Regions from separate parts of the Sus scrofa genome. Here region 2 is linked to region 1. The links are chromatin contacts, called in public HiChIP or PLAC-seq maps. All regions are on one chromosome and are shown on one strand. The core of a region is the stretch at or near the end of the contact, and the rest is flanking DNA. Distances in the headings are between cores, read along the strand shown.

The links. HiChIP or PLAC-seq counts read pairs in DNA pulled down with a chosen protein or histone mark.
Region 2: an H3K27ac HiChIP or PLAC-seq map of skeletal muscle shows a contact between it and region 1. The contact joins the promoter of USP33 here to the promoter of FUBP1 in region 1. A contact is called at or near these places in 1 of 5 promoter capture datasets (fetal skeletal muscle) and 2 of 2 datasets of contacts at active chromatin or transcription factors (alveolar macrophages and skeletal muscle).

Annotation. Positions count from the first base shown.
Region 1 is chr6:135,279,014-135,284,995 of Sscrofa11.1, reverse strand. FUBP1 (far upstream element-binding protein 1) reads right to left here and starts at 3,522. Exons shown (of 20, transcript XM_021096436.1): 1 at 3,221-3,522. The coding sequence starts at 3,340. It overlaps DNAJB4 (dnaJ homolog subfamily B member 4), which reads left to right and starts at 3,620. Exons shown (of 3, transcript XM_021096446.1): 1 at 3,620-3,952.
Region 2 is chr6:135,521,200-135,527,181 of Sscrofa11.1, reverse strand. USP33 (ubiquitin carboxyl-terminal hydrolase 33) reads right to left here and starts at 2,810. Exons shown (of 21, transcript XR_002345137.1): 1 at 2,581-2,810.

The DNA of each region.
Region 1 (5,982 bases), core at 2,273-4,772:
AATCCAACTAGTAACATAAGGTTTCAGATTCAATCCCTGGCCTCGATCAGTTGGGTTAAGGATCAGGCATTGCCGTGCGCTGGGGCATAGGTCACAGACACCACTTGGATCCCGCAAGGCTGTGGTATAGGCCGGCAGCTGTAGCTCTGATTAGACCCCTGAGAACCTCCATATGCTGCAGGTGCGTCCCTAAAAAGCAAAAAAGAAATGTGAAGAGGCTAGAAATTTACTAGGCCACCATTTTATTAACATTGTCTCCTCCCTATAGCTCAGGAATCTCTGCTCATTATTATAACCATGCTAACCTGTCTCAAAATGTTTTTAAAGAGATCGCACTCAAACATCTGTTTTCACTGAAGAGATTAATTAATGGTAAGTAAAAAGCCAACAATTCTGTTAAATATTTCATTGCATTCAAACAACATAATGCAGTCTGAATTACCTTTATAATTATCAAGGAAGAGATTCAAGAAGTGAGTACTTAAGGACTAATTTAATAGTTACTTAGAGGGTAAGTGATGAGGGTTGACATTCTTGCTTAACCTACATCTCCCACTCTACTTAGTCTCCGTCTCTGATTCACTTCTATCTTCAAATAACCTTAAGGGGAAAAAAAGTAGATAGGTACATTTTAATTTCCCAATGTTTCAGAGACAAAACTTGTCATTAATGTGAGCTAACCCAAGAATTTCAACCTTGACCTATAAATTTCTAAAGTATACAGGTTGAAAACCCTAAACTAGAAAAGCAATCTAGTGCCCTCCTGCTAGATTTAGCTCACAGAATATTATAAAAATCTGGAAACTTCACATAAAAAAAAATAAGCTATTAGAATTATCTGGAAAAAAGATTGGGCAACTTGGTCTAAACTGCCAGATGGCAACAATCAGCTGAGTAAATGCTGCTAGCATTTACTAGACAGATAGGAACCACGGATCCTAATCATTTGTTCTGCTTTCCCACATAACAAAGAACTGTCTAGCTGAAATGCCAAGACCTTCCCCATCAGTACACAGCTCTTTGAGGGCAAGAAGCTCTTCTTATACCTCTTCCTTCCAAAGAACAAAGCACAATACTCAGGACAAAAAAAAGAAACTTAAGGTTAAATGGGGATTTTGGAAAATGTAATTCAGTATCCATTTAATACAGATAAGGAAAAAGTAGTCCAGATATTAACTTGTTCATTTCACCCAAGCATTTCCCCCTATACTTCACTTATACAATCAGAAAATCAGCTACAATCGGTATATGGGGCCATTCTCAAATGTAATCAGAAGGGGTAATTCAACTCAAATGCTAAACTTGAGAATCTTAGCTTTAAGATCAATTCTGCAGAAACTCAGATTTTAAGATCAAGTCTGTAATCAAATTACAGTAAAGACCTTTGTAAATCATTACAGCAAGGACATGGGGCAGCTGACCTATTGGCATATAGCAAAGGTCAAGAAATTTCATAGTTTGAGGACAATTTCTATACTAAAAAAAGCTGCTAACCTGTCTTCAGAGAGTTGTATCCACATTTTCTCACCTCATTTTCCACCCTCCTTCCCCACTCAACCCTATTCTCCAGTGACTTCACTGTTATGGTCTTTCATCCCCCAAGCCTCCAAATCTCTGCACATGCTGCTTCTTTCTCCACTGGTCAAACTCTCATTCTTTAATGCCTCACTTAAAATATCAGTCCTTTACTTTGGCAGTAAGGAAGCCCACTCCTCTAGTTTTGTGTACAGTGCCTGATGCACGGTAGAACTCTATAAATGTTTACAGAACAAATGGATGAATTAACAGTGCCCATTATTTTGTCTACTCTGACTATATCACAGTTTCAAATAAGGCAAAAACCCAATTAACACATTAAAAAAAGTCTCCAGTATATAAATACATTGTGTGGCACAATTTAATTTAACATGCTAGTTGAATAACATAATTCAGGTGAGTCTACCAATCCAATCTATAATAAAACCCGTCTAACAGAGTCCCTGTCATGATAAATGTTTCAGTTGCTATTCTAAACTTGTTCAGAAAAAATAAATATTAAGTGAAGAAATCACAGACTTAGTATTTATTAATGTCTTTCTGTTGACTCTGGAATATTTTTGATTATAAACAAGCACAGGTACATTTTTATTAATATGTTCATACTATAAAAGTACGGGCAATTTGCTACATTACTACAGATTTTATGGATTTTGACTCAAACAATCCTTTAACCAACTGGAGGGTGAAAAGTAGGTTAAGGAAGTCAACTTCTAATGCAATGAAAATACACCACAAGATTAGTTTCTGATTACCATTAGTTTAACAGCCTACTCAAAAAGCGTCTAGCACCTAATGTGCATTGGGTCTTAACAAGATTCTTACTGTTGCTTAAACACCAAGTCCACACCAACAATATTCTAAAGTTACAATTATATTAAGGGAATTTAACGAAGGCAAAGTTCAAATTACATCCTGGAGCACAACATACTTTTTTTTAAAACAGCTTTCGCTTAGGAAAGAAGTGACTTCAGGGCAAATGTACGCACCTACGTAATACAAAGAGGTCTGCTCAGTTTACGACTCCGAACTGAGAGGTAGATTCAAATTGAAACTTCGGGTATAATGGGCCTGAAGCCATTTTGAGAAATAAGAGAGAAGGAACGGTAGAAGACAAGTCAATCCCGCCCTGAGGAGGGATTCCAACCCGGGATACCAGTGCTCTCATAATTCTTGTAGGTGTGAAAGCTTATGGCCACCGAAAGATTAATTGCGAGAGAGCTCGAATGGGCTGGAAAGTCTAAAAAATGCTTTAATGACAGATACCTTTCCTTACTATGGCTCCTGCGGACGGACCCTAGTCCTTTGCCAAACTCATTACCAGAAGCTTCCACACTATTGTGTAAAACTACGCGCGCTTTATCCCATGGAGGATGATGTTCACTCTGAGAAAAAGGAAATCTTAACTCCTTGGAGAAAAAAGCGTGAGTGCCGCAGAAGCGGGAGAAAAACCTAAAGCCATCTTCGCGTAGTTCGCGTCGGGGTTCCAAGTGGCTTAAACGCCGAGGACACAAAACCGAATTCCAGCCTCTCGTCGGCAACACCAACGTGGGGAAACGGGAGACTTCTCACAATTCAGAGCCCGGAAGGGCACTTCTCTCGCTCAGGCGCGAAGTAGCGGCCTACTCAGCCAGCGGCCAATTACCGTGAGCTATCGGGATCCCGCCGCGCGGTCCTGACTTACCTGCCGGGCTCGCTGCAGCGCATCTTTGAAAGCATCGTTAACTCCTCCACCGCCGCCGCCGCCGCCTCCACCACCAGCTGAGCCAGAGGAGGGTGGAGGTACTGTTGAATAATCTGCCATGCTTACACTACAGTGGCCGCTACCGCTTCTTCGTAGAGACCCCTCTGCCAACTGCTAAGAAAGAAAGAAAATGGCGGCCGTCGAGGCTGTATCACATTCTTGTGCGACCATCGTGCCGTAAAGGGGCGGAGACTGAAAGGAGAAAATCTCGCGGTGTTTTGAGGCTACGAGCTGGTATGGGGGTGGGGCTGGGGAGGGCGAAGGCAGCGAGATGTCGCGAGAATTGTCTTTAGGTTTCGCGAGAATGGGGGTCCTTTAGGCACCTCCTCTTTGTGTTCTTAGGTTGAAGTTGTGCGGTGGTCACACGGGGGCGGTGGGTAAGACTGGCAGTGCGGGCGCCAATGGTTCGAGTTTTGGAAAGCCCGAAGAAAAGGAGTAGTTTCTTATCAGTCGCCGGCTCAGGGAAGTAGTGTGGGTGGGTTTCCCTCCGAGGGTCGTGCAGTGTATCCACGGGGAAGGGATGACGTCGATAGGCGTAACGACAGCGCAACAGTGACTCTTGAGAGCGCTGCCTCCAGAAGTGCACCTGGGAGAATTGGGCGAGCTACGCGGCGCGATGATGCTCCGGAAGACGTCTGCCCGGCCTAGCGGGAACGCGGCGTGATTTTCAGGGTAGTAAAGTGTCCCTGTATTTTACTTGTAGATTGTCAGATTTCTTAGTTTTATCACAAGAGGGGATGAATTCAGGGTGGGGGCCTTAGTTCTGGAGCTTATTTCGAAGGTTTTGTGCAAATAATGTGAGTGAGGCTCTGAGGTTATGATTGCCTTTTTCTTTACCTTACCGTGATTGTTCCTAAAACTCAGTTTTAAACAGGTTTTGTAACCTAGTGTGTGTGTACGTATCCCTGGCCACTTTTACTGAGCTCCTTGAAGTTGAGAACAGCATCCATTTCCTGACCAAAATTGACCATATGGCTTCTTAGAAATAGTTTTCCCCAGCTGCAGCCTGTGAGATTTCAAATATAATGTGTTGTATTGCCGTCCCAGGGCTAGATGATGATGACGATTGTTATTATTTGTATTTTCTGTTATCTACTTCAGTTACTGGGTAATTTCCGACGTTCCTTCAGACCTTCAGCTCATGTCGTAGCATATAATTTAATGGTAGTAGTTTCAGACTCATTAGGATGCTTTAGGAGTCGATCGCAGTGATTTTTTACCCCTAAATTCTTTCCTTTGAGGGGACAAAGAATGAGGTAAAGTGAACTTTACCAAGTAAAGTGTTTTGGGTTTTGTGAATTAGGTTTCAAAGTGTACTTGTCCCATTGCTGGTGATGAGTAGAGAGAACTGTGTGCTGCAGTCTTCTTGATACTTAAAATTACTGGGTTCACTTGCTCAAGGACTAAAATAAGTCAGATAACCAAGCAGTTACATGCACAGAGATACACGTGGGGCATCATTTCCCTCTAATGAGCTTTTCTTACCATCCTATCCATTTATAGCTCTGATTATCTTTTTAATTGTGCATAGCCATCTATTTAGATTTGGGGGAAATTTGTATTTGGGAAAGCAGTGAATTTATTGGACTACAGATTTAAGCATAACTGGTAAAAAAAAAAAAACCAACTAAAAGCAGCATTGGGTGGTATTACTAAATAGTATTTTTTCAATTGTTTTAGTCTGCCCAATAAATGACATTTATTAATTGGTAATTGATTTTTTCATATTTTACTAATTAGACTTATATACAAATGTCTTAATCAACATAGTGTTAACCAGAGAGATAAACTTTAGTTCGTGTATACCACAGTTTTAGTTGTCTCTAAATATTAAAACTAAGTAAAGACCTCCATTTCTAGTTTTTGGTAGATTCTTCTGGAAGTATAGGTATTCTAGGATGGGAACAATTTAGAATCAGTCTAGAGCAGGATTTCTCAGCCTCAGCACTATTGACATTTTTTGGCCAGATAATTCTTGTTTTGTACTACTACCGTGCATTGTAGTGAAGTAGCATCCTTGACTTCTACGTGTAGGTGCCAGCAGCTCAACCCTCCCATACCAACTGTGACAACAAAAAAATGTCTCCAGATATTGCAGATATCCCCTGGGCAGCAAAAATCACTCCACAGTGAGAACCACTGGTCATCTTGATTGCTGCTCTTGCTTTTCCATCAAGAAGACTTGTTTACTATGCTTCAGAGGTATATTCCACATTCCCGTACTTTTCAGCTCCCACTGCTCCTGAGTTAACCAAAACCTCAGTCTTGGACTGTTACAGTAGCATTCTAGTTGGTTTTTCTGCTTCCACCCTTACATCTTTACAATTTACCATTAAAAATTATGAAGTTTCATAAAGTGTATAATGTATATATGAGGTCTCAAAAAGCATCCATGTATGTACTTTCTAGGAATGTTCTCCAAGTACTAGATCCATTAGCAGTATTTTGAAGCTCAAGGGTGCCTCTACCTGATTGTATTACAATTGTCTCTTCATATAGCAGCTCGAAAGATAAAGCGTAAATCATATCATCTCACCTATCTCCTGGAATGTTCTATGGACTCCACATAGTCAGCCTACTCTCTAAACACTCCTTTTCCTCATTCCACTTGAGCAAGATCATTCTGCTTTTAGGGCATCGTACTTGCATTTTCCTCTGCCTGTCTCAGATGTTCTTAGAGACCTTTACCTGGATGATTTGTC
Region 2 (5,982 bases), core at 1,561-4,060, 240 kb before region 1:
GGATGAACCAGAGCTGTAGCTGCCAGTCTACACCACAGCAACGCCAGATCCTTAACCCACTGAACGAGGGCAGGGATAACACCCAAGTCCTCATGGATACTAGTCGGGTTCATTACTGCTGAGCTGCAACACGAACTCCTCACATACCTTTTCTGACTTCATCTTCAATGAAGTCTTTCATCATTTGTCTTTTTCATCTCCTATTACTAACATATAAATCATAATTGTTCTACCTACCCTGTCTCAAATATAATTTGGACTTTTCCAGGAAGGCAATAATCTATTCATTTTACAAATGTCCTCCGATATTCACTGAAAACGTTGCAAAGCTCATTCGTCTCAAATATCATCTCTACCAAGATTCGATCACGTCTCTCATACCTAAATTCCCGATTAAAATAGTCATAAGACACTTTACTGTAGTTGTGTAAAAAACTACCCTACTTGACTACAAACCTGACTCTAAATTCTTTAAGGAAATAAACCATGTTTCATTCTTTTCTTTTCCAAAGAGCTTTTTTTTCCCTCTGGTAGACTTATAGATATTGAAGTCCTTAGCCTTCTAAAGTAACTTTTGAAAGGAACATTTATTTTGATATACGCATGTTTCTTAAGTATTAGTTCTCTTGATATATACTATATTGTACAAAATTTGTGCTCCTTTTTATGGACAAATCAATTGTACTCATCTCAGAGTTTTTGGAACTATCCTATTTGCCAAAATGCTTCTGAAGTCACATGTAGACTTTTTTTAGAAAGTTTTTAAAAATATGTATATATAAAAGCTGTTACTTATTCTTTTATTTTTAGAAATGACTACATTTCATGTTTCTCACCAAAAAATCTTTCACATTTATGTACTTCATTTTCCTTGCAGAGTCCACAGCCTGCCACGTGTTATAGTTCACAGTGCTCCAATATCAATTCCAATTTATATCAAAGATTGTTCAGCAAGATTACTTCCGGCTTCAAGGAAATTCTGATCCATACACAACCTCGAAATGCTTCCGTCATGAGAAAAGACTTTTCTTGGCATTCCTAACTCAAGAGGATTGGCATAAGGCTCAAAGAAGACTGTACATGTGAAAGGTCATTAGAATTCTAATGGCAATACATAAACCTAAGACATCTCCTTAACTCTGAATTTCAAATAAAGATTAGAATAATTATTTACTACAATCCAATGCTATTAAAACTGCACTGTTATTTGCTTACTGGCAGGTTATAAATAGCCAGAAAAGACAAAAAAATTGAAAAGGAGCAATAAACCAAATCAAAAATAAGAAGTAATCTTAAGTAGACTATTCCTCTTGTATACAGCAGGAGGTCAGATATTTTACTCCTGGAATATTTTTTGTACTGTCCTTTTTTCTTTCAACCCTGTCAAAGTAAATAACAGAAAGCCTGGCATAATGTAACAATTACTACCACTTTTTCTTAAAATTAGCATTGTCTTTCAATAAGATTCCTATTTTTTCCCCTGTTTATATTAATAGCATGAAGTCGCTAATAATATTTGCATTAGGTTCAAATCAAATAATCTATTATCCGCATTAGTCAGAGCTTTCCAGATGATATAACTGCCTCAACCAGAAACGGAACTAAAATAGCCTCATCAGTTTTTGAAACAGGCTTTCCTTAAAAGAAAAATAATCTGATTAAACTAAAAAATTCTACAATTCTACATAAAATTCTTCTGTTGAGCAAGAAGTCGAAATGCTTGTGGTTAAAAATTCAGCGTCAGTTTAGAGCCTATGCTCCTGCCAGTCTTTTTCCCCTCTGGCCCAATTTTCCCGGCCTAATACCAATTATATGAGAAAGCAAACCCTAAAAATACGTGAGTGCAGCGAAACACCTAGAATCATCCAACAGTTCCACCTGCAACCTGTAAGTATTCAAATGAAGAGCGTTTTGTAGTAGGTAAATATGTAAGAATAAAGGTCTGGGAAAACACACACCGTGGAAACTGACTCAAACAAAAGCTGCAGATGGCCAGACAGCAAGGGGTAGCCTCTGAAAAGTCAAGATCAAATATTCGTCGGAGAAAAATTCCAGGGACGACAATACCCAGGTCTTCCCGCTGACAACAACGAATAACGGGGCCCCTGGGGCTGTACGCATGGGTCCGATCATGCCAACTGCGCCGCAAAGCGAAACCAGAATCCAGTAGCCAGCGCGCTGCGGGGTTTCAATCTTCTGCGTTCGCCGTGAGGGACTGGCAAGATGTAATGGGGAGACCAAGGAAAGGAGCGGAGCCTCTCGCAGGGACTTGCCTCACCCCTCCTGCCTCCGCTTCCTGGGGGAGCACACCCTGCGGACCCCGCCTCAAATCTACCCCCGACTCATGTCCTCCGCCGACCCCCCTCGGGGTGGGCACCAATCATCCTTGCAGCGCAGAGCACTGGAAGGGCCTAGGCCTTCTACCCGCCCGCGCACCCACCACCCCCACCCCAGACCAAGAAAAAGACGCCGCTACAGCAGTCACAGCGTCGCCGCGCGGGAGTGAGAACACAGACCAGCGCCCGGCCGCAGACGATGCGCCCTTCGGCCCCGCGCCCCTCCCAGCAGCGTCGCGCTCACCTCCACGGCCTTCCCCAAGGGACCCGCCAGCGCGGCCAACGATGGCCTGCGGCCGCTCCTCCACCAACTCTTCTTTTACTCCCCTGCCTGGGAGAGGGGCGGTGTCGCATATACAGCGCCGGAAAACGTTCCGCAGCTCAGCCCACGGGGTCCCCGCCTCCCGCACCGGCCACTTCCCGCAGCAGCCGCGGCTCCTTCCGGTGTCTCCGCGGCCGCCGCAGGCGCCTCGGGCGTCGCGGGAGAGCGGGGCGGGGCTGCTGGGAGAGGCCGCCCCGCCTCCGGGGCGTGGTCACGGCGCCGAGTCCAGGTGCGGGGACCCAGGCTGCTCTCACCAATGGGGCTTCCAAAGTAGCTAGGAGCACAGGAACCGTGTAGAGTAGTTGTAGATTTGGGGCACCTTTCGTTTTTACACGTGTTCTCCCCCTCTTCTAGACCACATTACGACCTTGCATTACAGAAGTTGCATTACGGCTGCCCGATGAATGACCTCAGGTTTCTGAGCTTACACAAAGAAATGTTAGACTACTTAATTCAACGCTTTCCCTTCCTTTCCTCTTCCTTCTCCCAAATTCTTCGGGCCTAGACTCTCTGAAAATCATTGTGTTCCGCTTTCTACGTCTAGAAAGTAGAAAGTCATCGCTTTCATTTTCCCTTAGGCCAAAATCAAGATCAAATCAAATATTTATTGAAACCTTAGTACCTGCTTAGTGACTAGAGCATTGGAAGAGATCTCCCTTCTAATTCATGGATCTGTTAATATTCTCTCAAGTGATTGATATGCAAACAGTAAAAACAGTGAAATTAATATAAATTAAGTGTTAAAATTGCCACCTTCGAAGTATCTGTTTACCTCTAACTTTTTGGTCTCTCAAATGCGCGCTTTTCTCAAGTGTTATGTAAGATGCTCAAAATCCATCTGAAACAAGTAGAAAATATGAGAGGTTCTAATTCTCTTCATTTGGTAAAAATGGAAGAAAGGAATCTTTGTCAACATTCTATGTAGGGACTGATACTAAGGTCTCAGTTTGCATCATAAATGTTCACCTATCCTGAATTCACTGAGTATCAGCATATTTCAAAATATTGCAGTCTACAGGATGTCAGCAATGTGGTTAAATTTTTAAATCAAATATCTAAATGTTTTTAAATATTTATACTCCTCCTTAAAGAGATAAGAGAATGATGGAGTTCCTGCTGTAGCTCAGCGGTAACGAACCCAAATAGTATCCATGAGGACTCCGGTTTGATCCGAGTGGGTTAAGGATCAGGTGTTGCGGAGAGCTGCGGTGGATGCAGCAGACGCGGCTCGGATCTGATGTTGCCCTGGCTGTAGTGTACGCTGGCAGCTAAGCTCGATTGGGCCCCTAGCCTGGGAACTTCCATATGCCACGGTGCTGCCCCCAAAATAGACCAAAAAACAAACAACAACAAAAAAAAGAGATGAGAATGATCATGAAAATCATTTGTTTCCTGATGTTTTGAAACAAAGTGCTATCTGAATTAAAGGAGTCCTATGGGGTTTTTTTGTTTATTTTAAGGGCCGAACCTGCGGCATATGGAAATTCCCAGGCTAGGGGCCCAATCAGAGCTGTAGATGCCAGCCTACACCACAGCCACAGCAACTTGGAATCTGAACATTGTCTGCGACCTATACCACAACTCGCGGCAGTGCTAGATCCGCAACCCACTGAGGTCAGGGATCAAACCCGCATCATCACGGATACTAGTCAGATTCATTTCCACTGTGCCACAACAGGAACTCCAGAGTTGTATGGGCTTATTGGAAAAAAAAGAAGAAACAAGTGTATTAAATTTTGTGACCTTTGCTCTGATAAGTGGCTGTCAGCAATATACTAAATACAAAAAAAATTTTAGTGTTTATATTTAACCTATGGCCTCATAGTAAAAGTGGTGTTTCAAAAATGGGTAAGAACTGCTTTTCGAAAGAAACTTGTGCAATGAAAAGAGCATTTTGAAAAAAGAGGTTTGAAACTATTTCCATTATTAAGTAATATTGCTGCCAAAAGTTTTGTCACCTATAGAAACTCATCTTTATGTTAAAAGACACCATTAAGAAATTAAAAGTCTGAGTTCCTGCTGTGGCTCAGCAGTTAATGAGCCAATTTGTCTCTGTGGTGGGCGTTGCCAGTTGGCACAGTAGGTTAAGGATCCACTGTTGCAGCAGCTGTGGTGTAGGTCATAGATGCGGCTGAGATTCGATCCCTGGCTCAGGAAACTTCTATATGCTGAGGGTGTGCCCAAAACTGAAAAAAAGAAAAAAGAAATGAAAAGACAAGCCAGCAAATAGAAGACATTTGAAATATATATAGCTGGGAGGGATGGGCTGGGGTTTGGGATAGAAATAATGTAAAATTGTGTTGTGATGATCATTGTACAACTATAAATGTATTAAAATTAATTCAGTTTAAAAAAGGAAAAAAGAAATATATATAGCTAATAAAGAGCTCAGATGTAAGTATGTGTATGTATATATGCATATGTATTTCCGTGAATCAGTGAGACAACTAAATAGACAAAAGGCAAAGGTCCTTGCTCCAGAAATTCCTACGTTGAAACTTTATCAAGGCATGTTCTGTTATTGCAGAGTTCAAGCAAATTTGTTTATTTTTAAATTTTATTTATTTATTTTTCTTTTTATGGCCACACCTGTGGCATATGGAAGTTCCCAGGCTAGGGGTCAAATCAGAGCTGCAGCTGCTGGCCAACTCCACAGCCAGGGCAAACTGGATACCAGCCACATGTGCCACCTATATGTAGTTTGCAGCAATGATGGATTCCCAACCCACTGAGTGAGGTCAGGTGTCAAACTTGCAGCCTCACAGAGACTAAACTGGGTCCTTAACCCAGTAAGCCACAATGGGGATATCTATCACTCATTTCTTGAATTTGCCATCTTACAAATTTGTAATTTTTTTTTTTTTGGTCTTTTAGGGCACACCCATGGCATGTGTAGGTTCCCAGGCTTGGGGTCTAATCAGAGCTGTAGCTGCCAGCCTACGCCAGAGCCACAGCAACGCCAGTTCTGAGCCACGTCTGTGACCTATATCACAGCTCATGGTAATGCCAGATCCTTAACCCACTGAGCGAGGCCAGGGATTGAACCTGCAACCTCATGGTTCCTAGTCGGATTTGTTTCTGCTGCGCCACAATGGGAACTCCTTTTTATTTATTTTTATTTTTATTTTTTTTGTCTTTTGCCATCTTACAGTTCTCTTTAAGAGCAGAGTTCCTAGTTTAAAAAAAAAAAAATATCCCAAGAGTTCCCGTCGTGGTGCAGTGGTTAACGAATCCGACTAGGAACCATGAGGTTGTGGGTTCGGTCCCTGCCCTTGCTCAGTGGGTTAACGATCCGGCATTGCCGTGAGCTGTGGTGTAGGTTGC